2 separate regions of the Salvelinus alpinus genome follow, and region 1 is linked to region 2. The links are chromatin contacts, called in public Hi-C maps. All regions are on one chromosome and are shown on one strand. Each heading gives the region's core, a stretch centred on a gene start, on an enhancer-like site or on the middle of the called end of the contact. The rest is flanking DNA. Distances are from core to core; before and after follow the strand shown. Region 1 holds the start of LOC139534124 (copine-8-like). Region 2 holds the start of LOC139534116 (EKC/KEOPS complex subunit TPRKB-like).

The links. A called contact is a pair of places that touch in the nucleus more often than the background predicts.
Region 1: a contact with region 2 is called in a Hi-C map of muscle, with 4 times the contacts expected there. The contact joins the promoter of LOC139534124 here to the promoter of LOC139534116 in region 2. A contact is called at or near these places in 2 of 3 Hi-C or Micro-C datasets (muscle and red muscle).

Annotation. Positions count from the first base shown.
Region 1 is chr11:39,592,508-39,595,866 of SLU_Salpinus.1, reverse strand. It overlaps LOC139534124 (copine-8-like), which reads left to right and starts at 1,717. Exons shown (of 20, transcript XM_071332915.1): 1 at 1,717-1,920. The coding sequence starts at 1,817.
Region 2 is chr11:39,382,978-39,386,340 of SLU_Salpinus.1, reverse strand. LOC139534116 (EKC/KEOPS complex subunit TPRKB-like) reads left to right here and starts at 2,077. Exons shown (of 4, transcript XM_071332884.1): 1 at 2,077-2,317; 2 at 2,428-2,550; 3 at 2,640-2,816. The coding sequence starts at 2,177. It also overlaps the pseudogene LOC139534115.

The DNA of each region.
Region 1 (3,359 bases), core at 468-2,967, 210 kb before region 2:
GGGATGGGCTACAGGACAATAGGCAAGCAGCTTGGGGAGAAGGCAACAACTGTTGGCGCAATTATTAGAAAATGGAAGAAGTTGAAGATGACGGTCAATCACCCTCGGTCTGGGGCTCCATGCAAGATCTCACCTCGTGGGGCATCAATGATCATGAGGAAGGTGAGGGATCAGCCCAGAACTACACGGCAGGACCTGGTCAATGACCTGAAGAGAGCTGGGACCACAGTCTAAAAGAAAACCATTAGTAACACACTACGCCGTCATGGATTAAAATCCTGCAGTGTACACAAGGTCCCCCTGCTCAAGCCAGCGCATGTCCAGGCCCGTCTGAAGTTTGCCAATGACCATCTGGATGATCCAGAGGAGGAATGGGAGAAGGTCATGTGGTCTGATGAGACAAAAATAGAGCTTTTTGGTCTAAACTCCACTCGCCGTGTTTGGAAGAAGAAGAAGGATGAGTACAACCCCAAGAACACCATCCCAACCGTGAAGCATGGAGGTGGAAACATCATTCTTTGGGGATGCTTTTCTGCAAAGGGGACAGGACGACTGCACCGTATTGAGGGGAGGATGGATGGGGCCATGTATCGCGAGATCTTGGCCAACAACCTCCTTCCCTCAGTAAGAGCATTGAAGATGGGTCGTAGCTGGGTCTTCCAGCATGACAACGACCCGAAACACACAGCCAGGGCAACTAAGGAGTGGCTCCGTAAGAAGCATCTCAAGGTCCTGGAGTGGCCTAGCCAGTCTCCAGATCTGAACCCAATAGAAAATCTTTGGAGGGAGCTGAAAGTCCGTATTGCCCAGCGACAGCCCCGAAACCTGAAGGATCTGGAGAAGGTCTGTATGGTGGAGTGGGCCAAAATCCCTGCTGCAGTGTGTGCAAACCTGGTCAAGAACTACAGGAAACGTATGATCTCTGTAATTGCAAACAAAGGTTTCTGTACCAAATATTAAGTTCTGCTTTTCTGATGTATCAAATACTTATGTCATGCAATAAAATGCAAATTAATTACTTAAAAATCATACAATGTGATTTTCTGGATTTTTGTTTTAGATTCCGTCTCTCACAGTTGAAGTGTACCTATGATCAAAATTACAGACCTCTACATGCTTTGTAAGTAGGAAAACCTGCAAAATCGGCAGTGTATCAAATACTTGTTCTCCCCACTGTATTTCAAAGGATCTATTTGGGCATCACTTACAGTAACTCTTTGATGAGTGCTGGCTGGTTGCCTAAAGGTGTGGTAATGGTTTCTCTCACCACCTAACATGGGGGCTGTTTTTGAGCTATATTTAGAGGGGGAGGTCAGGCCTGAAAAATACTGGGTGATGATGATGTGATGAAATGATGAGCCACCCCAAGGATCAAATGTCTTCTATCCAAACATAGTAAACACATACTTTCTTTGTAATTACTTTTCCTGGTGTCAGGAAAATTATGATGGGAAAAGAAATAATAAAATATAATTTGGAACACTTTAAGACCTATTACACACAGACACACACACACACACACACACACAAACACACACACTCGCTCTATCTATTATTATAAGTAATGACATGGGCAGTGTTAGCCTAACTCCTATTTGATGGGTATCTGTGGAATTATTTTGTCTAAGGCGCACATTCCGCTCGCAGCGCAAGTAGGTGACGCTGACTGTTGAAGTGACATCAACCCACCGCTAGTAGCCTGCTCCGAGCATTCCTCTTCGTTCCGTCCACATGCATTCATTCTCGTTTCGCTAAAGGAGGTGTAGTTTATCCGATTGTTGCTGCTAAAAGGGGTTGGACAAAAATATTTTTCACCATGAACAACTGTAATAGCTTCGTCAACATGGCGTCGATAGGAGATTTCGACCCGCTCAATGCTTCCATCCCCGCCACCAAAGTTGAAATCACAGTGTCTTGCAGGTAAGATAATGGTTTCAGTGTAACCCATTTTTTTGTCGGGTGTTGATATGACTGTTGTCACGGTAGAAGGATATGGTATGGGCAAGTATTCCGGGTTTTATCTGCCATTCCAATTGGCCAACTGTCAAACAAGTTCTGGTTGTAGTAACATTTTGAAAAGTCAATGTTGTTCAACCAACGGCACTGTTTCTAATTATTTTAGGCTACATTGTATCTAGATAAGAGTGAGGTGTTCAAGTTGTTACTTTGTTTTAGTTTTGGGTGGTAAGTTTACAATTAACTTTCGAACTGTAGTATGTCAGGTATATAATAGGCAGTAACCTGGCATTCTGCCTGTTAGAGGACTGGCAATGGACATCAACAGGCTTTAATAGGCATCATCAACAATACCAACATTCCCTATGTTGGTATACTGCCGTATGTTAGAAGGCTGTTCTCACCGAATAATTTGACACTTATTTTATTCTGACTCGTGGCTTGTTGTGGGCTGTCACTCACGAACTGAACAGAGGAACATAAATAGATTTACATTGACATTTTACAAAAGGTAAGCTATATGCCAAGAGTAGGCTAGGGATTTGATGTAGCATAGCCTACGTGCAGCGACAGACAGACTAGTGTATTTGCGGGTTGAGGGTGTATCACTAGCCCTTTCATACCCACCCTGTCTCTCTGGAGCGGTGGCTTCCTGTTGCGTAACGGCTCCCCCCGTCCCTGCCAAACCTTATGTATTTTTAAGGGGTCCCTTAAGAATAGATCAACTGAGGGAATGCTTCTCTCACTGGAATGGGAATCATCGTTTTGTCACTGGACTGTCACTCAATATTTAATCAACTGATATTGAAGGAAAGACGACACACACAGTGAGACTTTGTAAGCGCTCAATAACACGTCATAGTGAAACAACGTGTTGGCCTACATCCCAAGGAAATTCCCTTTCGATCTCTCACAGTGGACTCAATTGAATAAAAGGGAAATTAATTTCGCAATAACCACACACAATAAACAATAACTAGTTACACAATATCTGACCATACCATACTGAACCAGTAGCCTACTTCTCTAGGGGAATCAATCCATTAAAATGTGTTATTTCTATCATCTCCAGGGAATAAGTCACATATTACCCCTTATGTGTCAGCCTCTGAAGAAGAGATGGAGGGTTGTGGCACTATATACATAAGGGATGTTAGGTAAATGCTGGTACTGAGTCACGCTCTAGTGCCTGCTGGGCATAGAGGGGGTCTGTAGGGAATGCCTTCACACTCATTACAACCCAGAGAGGAGGTGAGGTACCATGGTAACGTGGCCAGGTGTGTGTGTGTGTCCTTGCCTGAAAGGCTCTGATCTCTCGTCCTCTCTCTCTATCACAACACCACACACACACACACACACACACACACACACACACACACACACACACACACACACACACACAC
Region 2 (3,363 bases), core at 828-3,327:
AGGGGAAGTGTCTGTTGTCGGCCAGGAGGTACTTGTGTACGAAGGTGAACTTCCACACTAGGAGAAGGCAGAGTCCCGTGATCAGTAAGTAGAGCAGTGGCTGCTTCTTGAGGGTCTGGAGGAAGCGGAGAGCTCGGTGGTAGCACAGCGACGTGGGGATGGAGAAGAAGAGGGCAAAAGAGAAGAAGTAGAAGAGCTGAGGGAAGTTGAGACAGGCCTCGTGACTGGATCTGTCCCCGACTACGATCCCATCATTCAACACAATGAATGCGATAAAACCCACGGCAATAAGAATGTACGGCCACGCCACTAACATCACAGCCTTCACATGATTGGCTGTGGTCAGGAATTCCAACAGGAAACGCATCACTCTCTTCACCCCACTTACGGAGAAAGGTATCTGACAGGGCGACTTATCGTCCTTCTTCTTCGACTGTTCCGTCCTCCAAGTTTCGTCCATCTTGTTGGCCACAACCGTGCTGGCGCAGAACACCACCCAGATGATGTTGGTCTGGCGGAAGAATATGGCGAAGACGCTGATGAGTGCCGAGGCTTTGTGACAGCCATACAGGGTCATGAGGTATGTGAAGAGAATGAAGAAAGTAGATCCGGCATCTGTGTAGTAGAGGAAGTTGAAGAAGTAGAGCACGGGGAAGGTGGACAGGGACAGGGCTGAGAGAACTCTGCGGGAGGCAGTCTTAGTCTGAAAGAGAAACCATGGTTGTTATGACCAACAAAAGGAATGCAATTGAAGCTTTAAGGACATTCAATATTTTTTTCAAGGTCTTTTAATTTATACCAAACTTATTTGAGTAAGGTGAGTAAAAGTTGGACTGGAGCAAAAGCCTGCACAGTGCACACACTGCAGCTTTCCACATGAACTGGCCACCCTTGGGGATGTTATAAATGTAATAACATGTAAAGACATTATTACCTTCTCTTTAAGGTGGAGCTTGCAGATGATGAGATACAGCAGGTAGAGGATACCACAGTTGAAGAGGAGGTTGATGAAGCGCAGCATCGCAGTAGAACACACTACCTTCCCTGTGAGGTCCACTAGCCACACCACTGGCTTGATCACACCCACTGACGCCAGGTACAGGCCAGGCCAGGAAGCGTGGTGATCATTGGGTCCCACTGGAACAACAAAGAGAAAGGAAAAAGATCCCGTTAAAGAGCCTCTACTACACCATTAAACATAAAAGGGTTAATGTTTTTCAAGCTAGAGAGATGCCAAAATGGTTTAGTTACATATAGGGCTATATACCACTGCAGAAGTACAATACTTTTCAGAATTCAGGCATATTATCCTCAATAATGACTAGCGATAGTCTGATCTGTCTATGTTCATCGTCACAGATGGTTTAGTTAAGGGTTAAAAAGTCAATCTAGCAATCTGTCACAATATTTCAAGGACAAGCGTTGCGTTAATCCGACAAGCAACAATATAACAAAATCAAGAACATGATATTGACATAGCAAAACGATACCTCGTTGAACTTCCCGTGGCAGTATTTCTGAGCTTGACGGACGTGAAATATTTCGTCCATGTAGGGCTCCCTTTGCTCCCGAGTTATTTTGGAGAACAGGAGACATGAAACCAAAAAATTGGTGCTGCAGAGAGCAGTGAAAATGTACCCTTCGAATTTCTCCATATTCACCTACGAATTCCGAACTAACGCAGAAATAATTCTAAAATTAGCTAGATACGTATATATGGTGTACGCTACATACGTTTAATTTCAAGTTAATTAAGTATGAAATTGAAATAAGATTACAAAAAATATACAGATCTTTCCATCTAGCTAAAACGCAAACGGAAAAGTTTAGATTTTTTGACAGCTTGGTGGTCCGTCAGTGAAAGATAGTCCGTACGGAAGCTGTTTTAAAATTCTGATGTCTCTATTAGTATCATTTCACAAATACTTTCATTGCTTCTCTGTTGTACACACGTTTAAAAAATGCGAGCATATATGCATTATGTTTTATTTCATAATATGTATAAACAATTTATAAGTACAACATACATCTTTTTTATGTCGAGTAAAACCGGAACCTTTTAGATTAATTGTGCTACTTTGTTTTTGTTCCCTCTATTTATTTTTTTAATCACGTGAGATGGTTAAACAGAAATGTTCGGGTCTTGTTTCATCCACAAATTCGTTTTTCTTCCGTTATGTATTCAACTCAAGAATTGGAACTCTTTCCTGATCGTACTGTAACTCAGTTGCTATTCAAAGATGTCAAAAACGTCGCAGAATTTAGGAAAAATGCCATGGAAGGAAAGATTAATGGTGCCTTGATAAACCCGTCTATGGTGAGACAATGTAACTTAGCTAACGTTAGCTGGCTAGACATTTTGGTTTGATGTAATGTATGAATGCTTGACTGAAGTTGATGCAATGATTCACAAATTGATTTTTGCAGATAGTGAACCCCTTCCAAGTGCTAGTGGCAGCAAACAAGGCAGTCCATTTACATAGCACTGGAAAAATGAAGACAAGGAGCTTATATTCCGAAATCATCTACAACCTTTCACCCACTAATAATGTAAGTAGCCTCTAAAAGTACCACACACACATTGACACTCCTTTCTAAGTAATATCCCATCCCAATGTCTTTGACACATTTTCCTTTAGATTTCAGAGGCTTTCAAGAGGTTTGGGATATCAGACAGTGATAGTGCTCTTCTCATAGTTCTGGTCCATCCCAAAGAGGAGACGCAGCACATGAGTGACATCATTGCCAAGGTGGACGGACAACAGATTCCAGTTGAAGATGTCTCCATGTTGACCGACCCTGCTAAGATCAAAAAGGTTGGTCTTGTTTTTCTTTGTCAGTCTTGTTTTTCCTGGTGTGTTGGGTGCACACATACACACGAATATAATATATACAGTGCCTTCAGAAATTATTCAGACCCCATGACTTTATCCACATTTTTGTTTACATTACAGCCTTATTCTAAAATGTATAAAAAATATATAATTCTCAGCAATCTACACACAATACCTCATAATGACAAAGCGAAAACAGATTAATAAAAAAAAATATATATATATTTACATAAGTATTCAGACCCTTTGCTATGACACTCGAAATTGAGCTCTGGTACATCCTGTTTCCATTGATCATCCTTGAGATGATTCTACAACTTGATTGGAGGCCACCTATGGTAAATGTAATTGTTTGGACGTGATTTGGAAAGGTACCACAGTTGACAGTGCATGTCAGAGCAAAAACTATGCCATGAGTTCAAAGGAATTGTCCGTAGCGCTCCGAGACAGGATTGTGTCGAGGTACAGATCTGGGGAAGGGTACCAAAAAATGTCTGCAGCATTGAAGGTCCCCAAGAACACAGTGGCC